Regions from separate parts of the Sus scrofa genome. Here regions 2 and 3 are each linked to region 1. The links are chromatin contacts, called in public Hi-C and HiChIP or PLAC-seq maps. All regions are on one chromosome and are shown on one strand. The core of a region is the stretch at or near the end of the contact, and the rest is flanking DNA. Distances in the headings are between cores, read along the strand shown.

The links. A called contact is a pair of places that touch in the nucleus more often than the background predicts. HiChIP or PLAC-seq counts read pairs in DNA pulled down with a chosen protein or histone mark.
Region 2: a Hi-C map of embryonic fibroblasts shows a contact between it and region 1, with 2.4 times the contacts expected there. The contact joins the promoter of LRCH4 here to the promoter of SLC12A9 in region 1. A contact is called at or near these places in 2 of 5 promoter capture datasets (fetal skeletal muscle and liver), 11 of 47 Hi-C or Micro-C datasets (alveolar macrophages, embryonic fibroblasts, epiblast stem cells and 5 more) and 1 of 2 datasets of contacts at active chromatin or transcription factors (alveolar macrophages).
Region 3: an H3K27ac HiChIP or PLAC-seq map of skeletal muscle shows a contact between it and region 1. The contact joins the promoter of MOSPD3 here to the promoter of SLC12A9 in region 1. A contact is called at or near these places in 2 of 5 promoter capture datasets (fetal skeletal muscle and liver), 8 of 47 Hi-C or Micro-C datasets (embryonic fibroblasts, epiblast stem cells, heart right ventricle and 3 more) and 2 of 2 datasets of contacts at active chromatin or transcription factors (alveolar macrophages and skeletal muscle).

The regions. Positions count from the first base shown.
Region 1 is chr3:8,694,148-8,698,440 of Sscrofa11.1, reverse strand. SLC12A9 (solute carrier family 12 member 9) reads right to left here and starts at 1,848. Exons shown (of 14, transcript XM_003354477.4): 1 at 491-1,848.
Region 2 is chr3:8,508,832-8,513,124 of Sscrofa11.1, reverse strand. LRCH4 (leucine-rich repeat and calponin homology domain-containing protein 4) reads left to right here and starts at 1,783. Exons shown (of 23, transcript XR_002342282.1): 1 at 1,783-2,130. FBXO24 (F-box only protein 24) reads right to left here and starts at 1,699. Exons shown (of 20, transcript XM_021086233.1): 1 at 1-1,699.
Region 3 is chr3:8,529,600-8,533,892 of Sscrofa11.1, reverse strand. It overlaps MOSPD3 (motile sperm domain containing 3), which reads right to left and starts at 2,148. Exons shown (of 5, transcript NM_001195356.1): 1 at 1,889-2,148; 2 at 1,592-1,667; 3 at 1,134-1,363; 4 at 420-584; 5 at 65-298. The coding sequence starts at 2,093. The coding sequence ends at 267.

The sequences.
Region 1 (4,293 bases), core at 599-3,098:
CCAGGGATTGGACCTACATCCTCACAGACACTATGTCAGGTTCTTAACCTGATGAGCCACAACAGGAACTTGTGACGCTTCTCTTTCCCAAACTGTCCAGTGGGGAGTTCCTGCTATAGTGCAGCAGGTTAAGAATCTGGTGTTAAAAAAAAAAAGAAAAAAAAAAAAATCTGGTGTTGCCACAGCTGTGGTGTAGATCACAGAAGCTGTGGTTAGGATTCGATCCCTGCCTGGGGAAATTCCATACACCTTGGGTGTAGCAGAAAAAGAAAAAAGCTGTCTAGTGGTTTCCCATTTTCCTCAGAGTAAAAGCCAAACTCCCCACCCTTTTTTTAGCTGCACCCACCAAATGCAAAAGATACCAGGGCAGGGATGGAACCTGCACCACAGCAGCCACTCAAGCTGCTGAAGTGACAACACCGGATCCTTAATCCACTGCACCACAAGAGAACTCCGCAAGGGCACTTACAAGTAAGTTAACCACACTTACCTCTTGTTTCAGACTACCGTCCAACTGCCACAGTTTACACCTTTGCCATGGCCTAAGCATTAATAGCATTTCCTTTGCTCAGAAGTGACCCAGAGTGGTCTATATATTATATGGGCAATCGCCCCATGAAGCCCTACCTGACCCGTATCCTGCCCTCACCTCTCCTCATCCCTGATCTTGCCCCACGAGGACCTCTGGGCTGTTGCCAAGAATGCTGTGGCAGCACAGGACAGGAGCCTCCTTTGTCTTTTGGACTCAAATATTACCTTCTTAGTGAAATCTCTGCCAGTCCCATTTAAAGGTGAACTACAGAAGTTCCTGTCGTGGCACAGCGGACGGACTAGGAACCATGAAGTTGCAGGTTCGATCCCTGGCCTCGCTCAGTGGGTTAAGGATCCGGCGTTGCCGAGAGCTGTGGTGTAGGTCGCACACGCGGCTTGGATCCCACATTGCTGTGGCTGTGGTGTAGGCCGGCAGCTGTAGCTCCAATTGGACCCCTAGCCTGGGAACCTCCATATGCCACAGTGCAGCCCTAAAAAGCTAAATAAATAAATAAATAAATGTGAACTACACCTTCCTTCCCATCCCACTTTCCTAGGGCTTATCCCCCTTTCCTATTTTTTTTTTCCTTAACCAGAGCGCTTAACACATCTAATAGATGCCTTTAAAGTGTTTATCTTGTTCATCGACTGCCTAGTCCCAACAGAAAAGTTAAGCTCCACGAAACAGGAACTTTTCTTTGCTGCTCTAGCTCCGGTACTTCCATCAGTCCCTGGCATTCCGGTGGCCCTTTGTAACCGTGCACCGTGTCTTCTGGGAGCCTCGGCGGATCTGGGGCTGGCTCCTCACGTGACTGCTGTGGCCCCGCCCCGCCCTCTAAGGAGGGAAGATGGCGGCGCCCAGGGTGCCCCAGAAAGAGGGCAGCAAACGAGAGGGCGCCGGCTCGCTAGAGCGTCCGCGCCGCCGCCTGGTCTGCGGTCGCGTACTGGGAAGGCGCGAATTCAGGACTACGTGCTGGTCGTCCTCCCCACCATTTTCAAAGGAGAAAGGAATTGGCTAATCCTAAAACGTTGAGCTGCCTATCATCTCCCCACTGCTTGGGATTCCTGGGATCTGAGACGTGTAGGACGAGGTTGTGGAATCAGTATCTGGGTTTTTCTCGCCTCGTGTTGGCTCCCGGATCTACCGATTAGGTCATCTCGGGGTGCCTGTCCAGCCTTCTGTTCTAAAGGATCCCAGAGCACACACCTGGACCATCCTTCGGAGACAGGACGTCCAATCCCCGCCCCTGAGTGCCCCACTCCGAGTTCAGGCCCTAAATGCTAATTCCTCGGCACCCCGTCCCCCGCCGTGAGCTCCCCTGAATTAAGTCTCGTGAATCCGGACCCCCCCCTCCCCCAGGCCCCAGGGGCAGATGAGCCCTTGGCCACCGCCCCTACAGTTTCCTGCAGATCCAGCAAACAAAAGGCTCGGGAAGAGAGGCGAGGCTGAGCAGGGCGCCCTTCCTGCAGGAACAGCTGATGGAGCAAAATGACCCAGGAGGGAGGAGAGAAGGGGAGGGATGAAATTCCAGGGTTCCTGGAGGACCGCAGCAGGAGGCCAGACTCCTGGATCCCGGGGAAGGAGGGAGGGAGTCCAGGAAAATGGATGCGGAGGGCCCAGGCAGGACACCAGAGTTTGCTGGGCTCTTTCAGATCCCAGCTGTCTTGGTAGGGGTGATGTCAACTTTAGGGAATGGAGGGGGTTGGGGGGAACTCTGGATTTCAGGTGAGCTCTCAGGCCCCCAGGCTGGAATGGTGGGGGCTGGGAGAGGCCTGAAGCACTGCGTCATCTCCTCTGGGGCCCAGCCTGCCGCCCCCCGGCCCGACCTGCTGCCCTTGGTGCAGGCCCCACCCTGGCCTGGCTTCCTGCTCCTCCCCAGGCACAGAGCTCTCCTGCCAAGCTCCACGAACCAGCCCAGGGGCTTCTTGTCCCTTCAGGTCCTTGTTAGCCTAGCCTCTAACCACGAATGGTCCTCCTTATATTTGCCCCAGAGCTGTTGCCCCTGCCCCCATCCCTGTCAAGGACACAATAGTAGGGGAAGGGCCCCGTCCAGTGGGGGGGGGGGCCTGGCATGGGGGGGGGGCTTGGCCTCATATCCTGTCAGGCTGCCAAGGGAAGAGAGGAAACAAAAGACTTCCCCCTGCTGGGACAATGAGCCTCCCATTACCTCTTTCCCTCCTCCCACTACCCCGCAGCCCTCCCGTTGAGCTCAGGCCCCCAGGCCTCCCTTCTCCAAACCTCCTTACCCTCTGATAGCCTTGGCCTCTGCTCTGAGCTCTGCCCTTCCAGCTCTGCCCTTCCCCTGCCCTCCTTCCTATCAGCTTGCACTGATGCTTGTCTCCAGTCCTGGCTGTTTCAGTCCCCTGCTCTTCCATCAGGGCTCAGAACCCCTTCCTCTGTCTCCAGCGTCAAGACCAGGGGCTGGGTGGGCAAGGCTCTGGTGAATGTTAGGGAGTAAATCATACCCGTTTAATAGCTGGTGGGAAACAGGGGCTCCACAGGAGTAAGGGTCCAAGGCAGAGGGAGGGAAATGCCCTAAGCCTGGCCTGGGTGGGAAAGGAAGAAGCAGAAGGCTGCGAGGTGTCCTCCAGGTCCTTGGAGGTCGGGCTGGAAGGCCGTTTGATCTAAGTGTGGAGTCAGGTCCACCTGCTGGCTGCTAGCTGAGTGCTTGGACGGGTCACTTAACCTCCCCAGCCTGTCTCATCTCTGAGATTCATAATAACACCCCATCCTGTCCCTCTAACAAAGTTCTTTTTTTTTTTTTTTTTTTTTTTTTTTCCCTTTTCTTGGCCACCCTGAAGCACATGGAGTTCCTGGGCCAGGGATCAGATCTGATCCACAGTTGTGACCTAAGCCGAAGGGGATCCTTAACCCACTGTGCTGGGCCTGGGCCGGGGAGTGAACCTGGTGTCCCAGTGCTCCCAAGACACTGCCAATCCCGTTGCATCACAGGGGGAACTCCTAACAGAGTTCTTAATGACGATTTAAATTTGATGATGTTTGTTTAGGGGGGAAAAGGTGAGGTTCTAAAGCTTTCCCCAGTCTTCCCAATCTATACAGCCTCCCCCATGCCCCCCCCACTCCCGTTTCCCATTCCCTGCAGTTTCCATCACAGTCACAAGCCATTAACTCCCAAACCTGTATCTCCAGCCAAAAAGCTGTCTCTGAGCTACAGACCCATCGAGCTCAGAGCTAGCTGACTTCTGGCCCCGCTGCCTGGATGGCACACAGGGATCTGAAACTCAACATGCCCTTCATCTTCCTCCCCTGTGGTCCCTGTTTCACCAGCTGCTACCAAGCTGCCCAAGTCTGAAATCTGAATCATTCCTGATTTCAGTCCCCCTCACCCTCACAGCCAGGCACTCACGTCCTGCCCACTCTAGCTCTTTGACCTCTGTTGAATCTTCCCTTCATCCCCCACCCCGTCAGTTCCAGCCCTTGCCATCTTTTGGGGACTACATTTAGTTTCTCTGCCTTTAGTTTTGATCTCTTCCAATCTATTCTCCCAACTTGTAGAAGTGGGATTTCTATACAAGTCTGACCATGTTGCTTCTTTGCCTAAAACCCTTCCGTGATTTGCGAGGTATTCAGGACAAGCCTGCACTCCTGGAACATCCTGTAATGATGGAGACTGGCCCTGGCTCACCTCTCCAGCTCATCCATTGTCACTGTCCTCACACTCCAACACGAATGCTGGCAGCTTCAAGAACAATCTCACCATGTCCATGGTTTTGTACTTGCTGCTCCTCCTGCCTTGAAAG
Region 2 (4,293 bases), core at 534-3,033, 190 kb after region 1:
TTGACAGGTGAGGGGGAAGGTGACCCTGCTAACTAGAGCACCTATCTCATGAAAGCACACATGAGATGAAAGTGGGTACAACTGAGCTCATGCTTTCCAGCCTCATGAAACACATCCAAAGGCGGACAGTTTTCCAGGGACAATAACATGACTGCACATAGAAAGGGCAGCCTATTAGGTGGAAGGAAGGGACAGGTTTACTCTGAAAGCGTAGGATTTCTCCCAGAGTCTAAGGTGTTCACTTAGTCTTAGGGGACAGGTGGGGGACACGGATGAGAAACAGCAGGAGTGGGGCCTGTGTCTGTCCCTGTGGGGGCAGAGGATCTGCACCAGTCCAACCAAGGAATATCTGGATCTTCCCGGAACTCCAAGGAATCCAGGCCTGGACAACCAGCCCTCAGCTGCACAGTACTATAGACTCATTCGTTTACTCTGCTGGTGAACAGACTGTCAGCCAGCCAATCAAACTCCCTTATTCAGGGGGCCTAGTAAACAGCTAGTTTGGGACACCTGGGATGGAATTTTAATAACTCAATAAATGTTCTGGAATGTCAGCATCTGAGATGTGACTTATGGGAAAGAACCTTGAGCTATTTGTGGCTAGGTAGCTATTAACCAATTAAATGGACTATATTGGGTTCTTATGCCACTTAACAGGATGTTAAGACTCTCCGTGGACGGAGCAAGAATCGGTAACTTCCTCTTGTATTTGGGTCCCCTTTATCCACTCAGTTTCACTTCGGGAGACAAAGAAGAGGATGCGAACAGAAAAAAGCCCACTGCAAAAGTTGATGCAGGGGGAAGGAAGCCTGGCCTCTAGAACGAGCTGTCGATAACTTGCTGTTTGCTCTTGACAGCTCTTCCCTCTGTCTCACTTTCCTCGTTTGTGAAACGGCGGTCCTCTTCTAGATGAGGTCCCTTCTAGACTAAGCCCCCAGGTCTGATCATCACAATTTGCCCAGGCGTACTTCTTTGGGCAAGGGGGCAGATCGGGCGGTTATTTTCGAGGATCTCCTGGTCTCCCGTAACCCTCCCTCCAGGAGTTGAGCTGGGCATCCCCGGTCCCTGGGAAGCCGCCTGTCCGCCCAGCCTCCGGAGACTGTCTCCGGGCCTCGGCCTCTGCAGCTGATATGACATTCATGGTCCCTGCGGTTGCAACGACCCCCTGTTCACTGGCCTCAGATATCGTCTTGCCTCCAGCTCCCCCTATACCCACAATCTGCCTGCTGCCACCACAGCAGGCTCGCTCCCTAACATGTCCAGCTCGCACACGCTACTGCAGTCCCTCTACTCCTTCCAGCCTGCCCAACACGCAGCGCTCACATTCTTTACGTCGGTCTCAAAGTTCTAGCTCACCCGCCTCCTTCTTAGTGAAGGGACCGCCTTCTCGCCCATGCTATTGGTAGATAGAGCCGTCCCTCAGAGAAGAGGCCGGGTCAGGTTCCCTTTGGAGGATCTAATTGGCCTTCTCGACAGTCACTCGCCTGTGTATGGCTTGCGATTTGTCTTCGTTGGAAAAAGAGACGGCCTTGCTTTTCACCGCCTCTATCATTTCAAGTGGAGCGCCGGCGTCCCCGCCTCCTGACTGGACCTGATTGGACCATCTCCACCCCTAAGATTTGTGATTGGATGCGGCTGCGCGGGGTGGGCCGGCCTGGAACGTCGGCCGTTGGCGAGCGCTCCATTCTAGTCCCCCTCCCGTGTCTCGCCTCACTCCAGCGCCGGAGTCCCCACCCCCCCGGCGGGTTCTGATTAGCCACTTCCGACGCGTCCCGGGACAGCGATTGGCCCGCCGGGTCCTCGAGCCCGCTTCCTCCCCCTGGAAGCCACTACGGCGGCTCCGAGGAGGGGGAGGGGCAAGGAGGGACGGCCGGTCCCGTCAGTCAGGCAGCGGGAGCCGCCAGGAGCGGATGGCGGCGGTGGTAGCGGCCTCACTCGCCGCTGGGGGTGAGGAGGCGGCGGCCACAACCTCCGTCCCAGGATCTCCGGGTCTGCCCGGGAGCCGCAGTGCAGAGCGGGCTCTAGAGGAGGCCGTGGCCACCGGGACCCTGAACCTGTCTAACCGGCGTTTGAAGCACTTCCCCCGGGGCGCGGCCCGCAGCTACGACCTGTCAGACATCACCCAGGCTGGTGAGTGCACCCGGCCCAGGGCCCCGCGGGGACCCTCGTTTGCATAGCCCCGCCCCTCGTTTTTCCTGGAGCCAGGGAGCCTGGCCGGCTCCCTCACCTGGTGGTCCGAGTTCTGGATTCTGCTGTTTTGCATAAGTCAGCTGCCACCCCTTCCCCATTTTAAGAACTACTAGACAATGAACACTTTTCTCGTTTGCACGGAACGCCCAGGGTCCCCGGCCGAGCGTTGTGAGAGCGCCCCCACCTCCGTTTGTCTTTATTTGCGTATCTGCGCACCTGTAGAATGGTCCCGCCCCTCCCCTAGTTTGGCTTATTTGCGTGACCTCTTCAACCTCAATTCTGATCGTTCCCACGAGCCCCTCTAATGACTCATTTCTCTTTCTGCACTTCGCCTCCAACTCTTTCCCCTGTTCCACCAAGATAGGAGCAGCCCCAGGTTCCCTGCGGCTTCCCATGGATTTGCCCCTGATAGCCCCAAGTTTCTGTTTCCTTTGCTCGGACCCGGCTCTTCACCCAGGCAGCCTGTGGGAGAAAAGCAAATCTCCCACCTCCCGCCAACTCTTTTCTCCCTGAGCTCTTCCCATTATCCCTAATCCCTTTATCTGCAACTCCTCCTCCTTGCGTGTGTGAGATCACTGTGGAGCCTGTGATCTCATAGAGACCCTAGAATTCCCAGTACAGTTTCTGCTTTCCCTAGGGGAGGGGACTTGCAGTTGCTGAAAGGAAGGAAATCTTATCTCCCAGCGGGGAGTGCTGGGAAGCTAGAGACCGTCTAGCTGTCCTTCCCACTCCCCCTACCATAGGCTCTTAACAATCATGCGTCTTCCATCCTGGTGTCTGTTGACGGTAGGGTGTAGGGGACGCCACTGTAACAGGTGAGTCAGGCCTCAGCTGCTCAGGAGGCCACCGCTGACCTTGGGCTGGCAGCTGGGGTGGGTGGGGATTGAGAGAGGGGTGGAGGACTGCATTCCCAAAGCCCCACCCCATCCGAGCCCAGGGTAGGACTTGGGAGCTGGATGAGAGTGTCCCCCGGATGACCCTGCCCTGGGACTGCATTTCTCCCCAGCAGGTGCCTGATCACCTGCAAACACCCTGTAGGCACTGGCACGCTCTCCTCTTCCTCGCGAACATTCTGGAGAGAACCAGTTGAAACCACTCGGCTTGTCTCGGGTTGCTAGGTCAACTAACTTGCCCACTCCGCAGCGAGTGAGTTCAGGGAGCGGGTGAGCCCCAGGAGCCATTCCCGACCCTCCCAGTCTCCCCCAGCCGCCTAACCCCCAAGCTCCAGATTGACCTCAGCAGCTGTGGGACACTGGCCGTCTGTTCCCTTGCCCCTCCCCCTTGCTTGTTTTTTGACAAAGACCAAATGTTATTCTTTACTTCCTTAGGGCCCTGTCTGTGTGCGTGGACTCCTGGGGAAAACTACCCAGAACTCCAGGCCCTCCCAGCTCCTGCCCCCTCCGCTCTCCTCCCCCAGCATTCCGGCTCAGGGTGCAGCCGCCCCTCCTGTGAGCCAGCCTGTGCAGGGAGGCGGGAAAATCCCAGCTTCCTGGGAACCCCTCTGTGCCCTGCTCTCCACGCACGAGTCCTCAGGCCTTTCAGGGCCCAGGTTCTAGGCCAGGCGGGCCTTTCTGGTCCCCAGAACTCTCTCCTCTGGCCCCGCTCCCCAGGCAGGGTGCTTGTAGCTTGGGGTGGAAAGGGGAAGTGGCAGAAACCCAGTCCGTGGTGCCCATACCCTACTCCCCACATCCCCTCGCCCTTTATCCCTGACAGACTACAGGCTCCACCGCTCTGCTGCCCGAGTCATTTGGAACCCTCTCTTCCAGCTTTCTCAGCTCTTTCTGAACCAGCGTGTTCCTTGCATGCGTCCTGTGGCGCAGGTCCCCATGTCCCTTGGACTCGTGCCTGGGCCCTGATAGTAGGATGAATCTGAGGTGGGGGAAGGGCTGCCCTCACAAAAGAGAAGTGCAGCTCATTCTCTCACAGACCACATCCTGTGCCTCCTGTGCCCTGCCTCCTCCAGCCCGCTCCCTTCCGCCCTAGCTTTTGCCCACCTTACCCCCTCAGAACTTGCCCTCCACCCCCTTTATCCACAGGCACGTGCAGCGCACACCTCAGTGGATGCGGAGGAAGCGGGCAGGTGGAGGGGGGTGGGAGGACTGC
Region 3 (4,293 bases), core at 899-3,398, 160 kb after region 1:
TGGGTAGGAAGAACTGGAGGAAAAAAAGTGGAAAGAAAGGGGACTGTTCCCTAAACGTCTTAGCTCAACTTTACAAATTTATTTTATTCAACTTGGAAATGAATACAAATCCCTGGGTTTTGTCTGTGTAGGGGTGGGGGGATGGGCAGGAGGGAGGAAGAAGGAAGCAGGCGTGGCGGCAGGGTTATGAGCATCACAGTGGCTGTCTCATGTCCACGTCCACGTCCCTGCCCGGGGAGGGGGGTGGTGGAGGTGGAGCAGGGAGCTCAGATCCGGAGGAACACCATGGTCAGGAGGCCTGGAGAGGGGAGAACAAAAGAGCAAGGTCGTATATGCAGCCGGGGGCCCTGGAGGCCCCCTTTCCAGTCCCGGCTCCCCCTCTCTGGGCCCACATCCTCTACCACCACCACTGTGCTCACCCAAGACGTAGGCTGCCACCAACTTCTGTCCCAGGGAGACGTGCAAGATTGGGGGCAGCTGGCTGCCAAGTTCATCCTGGAGCGGGAGCAGCAGGAAGGCCACCGAGACGATGCCCATCAGCAAGAAGAGGAGGAAGGAGCTGGTGGCCAGTTGCGGGTGGGGGTCTGGGAAACAAGGCCTGTCAGACGCTCCAGCCCGCACTCCTGCCCAGCCCAAGGTCCTACAGGGAGGAGGCTGAAGATGGAAGGTGTACCTACTTTTCGTTGGACACTGGAAGTGTCCTCTCCTCCCTGGAGCCTCTGTCCCCACAGCCACAAGACACCCTCTCCCCTTTGGTCCCTCATCATTCTTCCTCTCTCTTCACTCTGTCTTGAATACTGGCCCTGCTTACTGGTCTATCGGGCAGAGACCCCTGTCTCCCACACATACACAACTTGGGACGGCAGGAGTTGCTCAACCTACGCTTCTTATTGAACTGAACTTGGCTGATACATGATGGGAAGTACTGAAGTCAGAGCTAAGGGAAACATTTTTTCCCCCTCAGTGGAAGCCAGAAACCAACCTGATGTAAAATCTCAACTCCTAGGTAGGTTTCCACCAAAAAGCAAAAGACTGAACCGGAGGCCTCTTCACCTCCAACTGAGCTCATCTCTAAGATCATGCTAGGTCCTCCCTCCCTACAGAACTCTCAGAATTCCCATCCCCAAACTCACTCTCTGGGAAGTGTTGGGCCGAGGGTGGAGCGGTCCAGGAAGGGGGCCCTGGGTGGGGCGTTGGGTCAGGCTGTCCCTGAAGCTCAGGGGGGTACGTTGGGGCCCTCAGAACTGAGGTGATGTCCTTGCGCCCCACCACTCGGCCCTCTGTTCCTTCCTCAGACAGCTCAATGCGGAAGCGGTCCTGGACGTCATAGTGGCTGGGATTGGGGGCCACGTGGCGAATCACACTGGTCTCAAGAAAGGAGAGAGGCCCATTGAGGGGCCGTGATCCAAGTGGATCCAGGCCCCACCCTCCCAGGAAACTTTCCCTTAGGGACGCAGACAGAGGGGTGGGTAAAACAGATTGAAGAGGACAAGGTCTGGGACCTAAGGCCAAAGCACAGTAAATCAGAGAACTATTCTGGCAGCAACCCCTGGCTTTCATCAGCCTCTCGACCCCTCCCCTCCCAACTCACATGTCAATGCAGGATTGAGGCTTCACATATCCTTCCGCGTCAAACACTGTGTATTTGGCAGGTGCTGTGCACAGAACTGGAGGAAGAAAGCACAGAGAATGATTATTGCTTCAGGGACCCTGTACAAGCCCCGCCCATGGAGCGCCTTTGCCTCCTACCCCGCCCCCCCACCTCCGATCATCCATTCTGCCTAGGCTGGACATACGACCGTACTCATCTGACTGCTCAATCCATACAGCTCCCCAATTTTCTTCTGCCAGTCCCCAGATCCTAGCGCGAGACGCCCATCCCCTTCACCTCGGAAGCGAAGCACTGCTCCCGTGGGGTTATAGAGGGTCAGCAACTGCCGGGGGCCGCTCCGCTGGTCCGCCCTGAATACTAGATCCGGGGGAAAGACGAGGACCGGGACAACAGGTCCCGAGGGAGCAGGGGCGCCCCGGGACCCCCGCCCAGGAGCCCCCGAACCCACCAGCTCCTGGTCCTGGGGCGCCCCACGGCGCATGCAAGCTCTGGGCGGTGGAACATCCGAGGGCAGAGTTCAGGGGACGGGCCTGGAGGATAGAGCTGAGGGGCGAGAGGGGTGAAACGGAACGGGATGAGACCGTAGGGCAGGGCCTGGACTGATGCTGCCGCCGCCTCGGAATCCCGCTAGATGAGGCCCCAGAAGACAGGCCCAGCCCCCCCAAACCCTTCCCCTCTCCAGCTCTGCCTTGGGTCCCCTTAGGCCCCGCCCCCAAGCTCTACCTCGAGGGTCACGCCCACCTCGTAAACCCTGCCCCTCCCAGCTCCCTGCCGGGGCCCTTGTCTTCAGTCCGGGTTCCTGATCTCCATAAGCCCCGCCCCACTCTGCAGCATGCCCCGCCCCTTCCGGGCGTCCCTGGGCACTTGCCCAGTCTGCCCCCCCAAGACTCTACTTGCCGCAGCCGCCTCTTCCGGGGCTGTCCTTTCCGTCTTCTGTTTTCCCGAGACCTGTATTTGTGCCTCCGACCCCTCCCTGAGCTCAAGCCGACGCTTATTCGGACTTCCGCCTCCGAATGGCCGCTCTTGCTATGAAGCTCGCCTTCTGGTCACAGCACCTGCCAATCAGCTTTTGGCTGTACTAGGGCTGCCATCTTCCGGAGAGACCGTTTCACTCTTCCGCCGTACGGGCTCTGTCATTGGCCAGCGCCGCCTGGTTTCAGCCGTAAGTGCGCCCATCGGTGCACGTAAAGAGGTGATTGGCTTCATCCTAGTGACGTAAAACTTTACGAGCGTCTCTAGAATGCTAACCCTGGCATAAGCGGGGGTGGGGACCCGGGCGGGGCTGGGAATGGGTCTTTGTTCCTTCTCCCCACTCTGAGCCCGTCCGAATCACTAGAATTTACCTCCCACGAGAGAGCCCTCTTTCTCTACTATCCCAGGTCCTCCTAGAAGCCTTCGCAGCAACAAAAACCGTTTGCTACAGAACTAGTTGGAAGTAGCTCCCAGTTGGACTGGGATCTCAGCCCAAGGTTCTTCTGATTCCTTCCTGCACGGAACTCACTCGGAAATCACTTATATTTGCTACTTGCTGAATTAAGAGTCAGCCTTGCTACTTACGTCATCCCACCGAATCTTCAACTCCCTTCGCAGAGGAGGAAACAGCTTCAACAAGGTGAAGAATCTTGCCCCAGGCCACACCTTTGGTTAGCAGCAGTGGAGCAAAACAAAGTTATCTTATCTGAAACCCTTCTCTGAGCGCCCTATCAAATGTAGAATCTCCCTTTGCCTGTCCTTTTGTCACGCTTTTGTTTTCTTCACAGCACTCATAGAGCTACTTGATAGCATGTTTTAGTTTATCGCTGCTCCTGTAGAATGTACCTTGCTCTCTACAACAGTAGGGACTTTGTTTTGTTTTATTTTCAGCACCTAAAACATGTGGAGTGAACAATGAATGAGTGACTAGGATGAGCTTGAGCAGAGGTCTGATTGAAGTTTGGAAGCACGACACATGTCTGTGGAAGAGAATTCCAGATGGAACTGCAAAGGCAAACGCCGGAAGTAAATGTGTACTAGATAGAAATGGTCAAGGAACCAGTATGGCTGGAACAGAGGTTTTAAGGGAGACAGTACTCAGCGTTGAGATGAGGTGGAAGGAGGGATGCTGATCACCTAGAGCCTTAGGGCCCACGGTAAGACAGACTGATGGGAAACTATGGGAGAGTTTTCTTGTTATTTTATTTATTTTATTTTGTCTCTTTTGTCCTTTTTAGGGCCGCACCCGCGGCATATGGGGTTTCCCTGGTTAGGGGTCTAATCGGAGCTGTTGCTGCCGGCCTACGCCAGAGCCACAGCAACGCCAGATCCAAGCCGGGACTGCGACCTACACCACAGCTCACGGAACGCCAGATGGTTAACCCACTGAGCAAGGCCAGGGATCGAACCCGCAACCTCATGGTTCCTAGTCGGATTAATTTTCCCCTGTGCCACGAGGAGAACTCCGAGTTTTTGTTTTTTGTTTTTGTCTTTGTCTTTTTTTTTAGGGCTGCACCCATGGCATAGGGAGGTTCCCAGGCTAGGGGTCTAATTGGAGCTGTAGCCACCGGATTCGTTTCCGCTGTGCCACGAAAAACTTTATTTAGGAGTTCCTGTCGTGGCGCAGCGGAAACGAATCCGACTAGGAACCATGAGGTTGCGGGTTCGATCCCTTCTTGCTGTGAGCTGTGGTGTAGGTCGCAGATGCG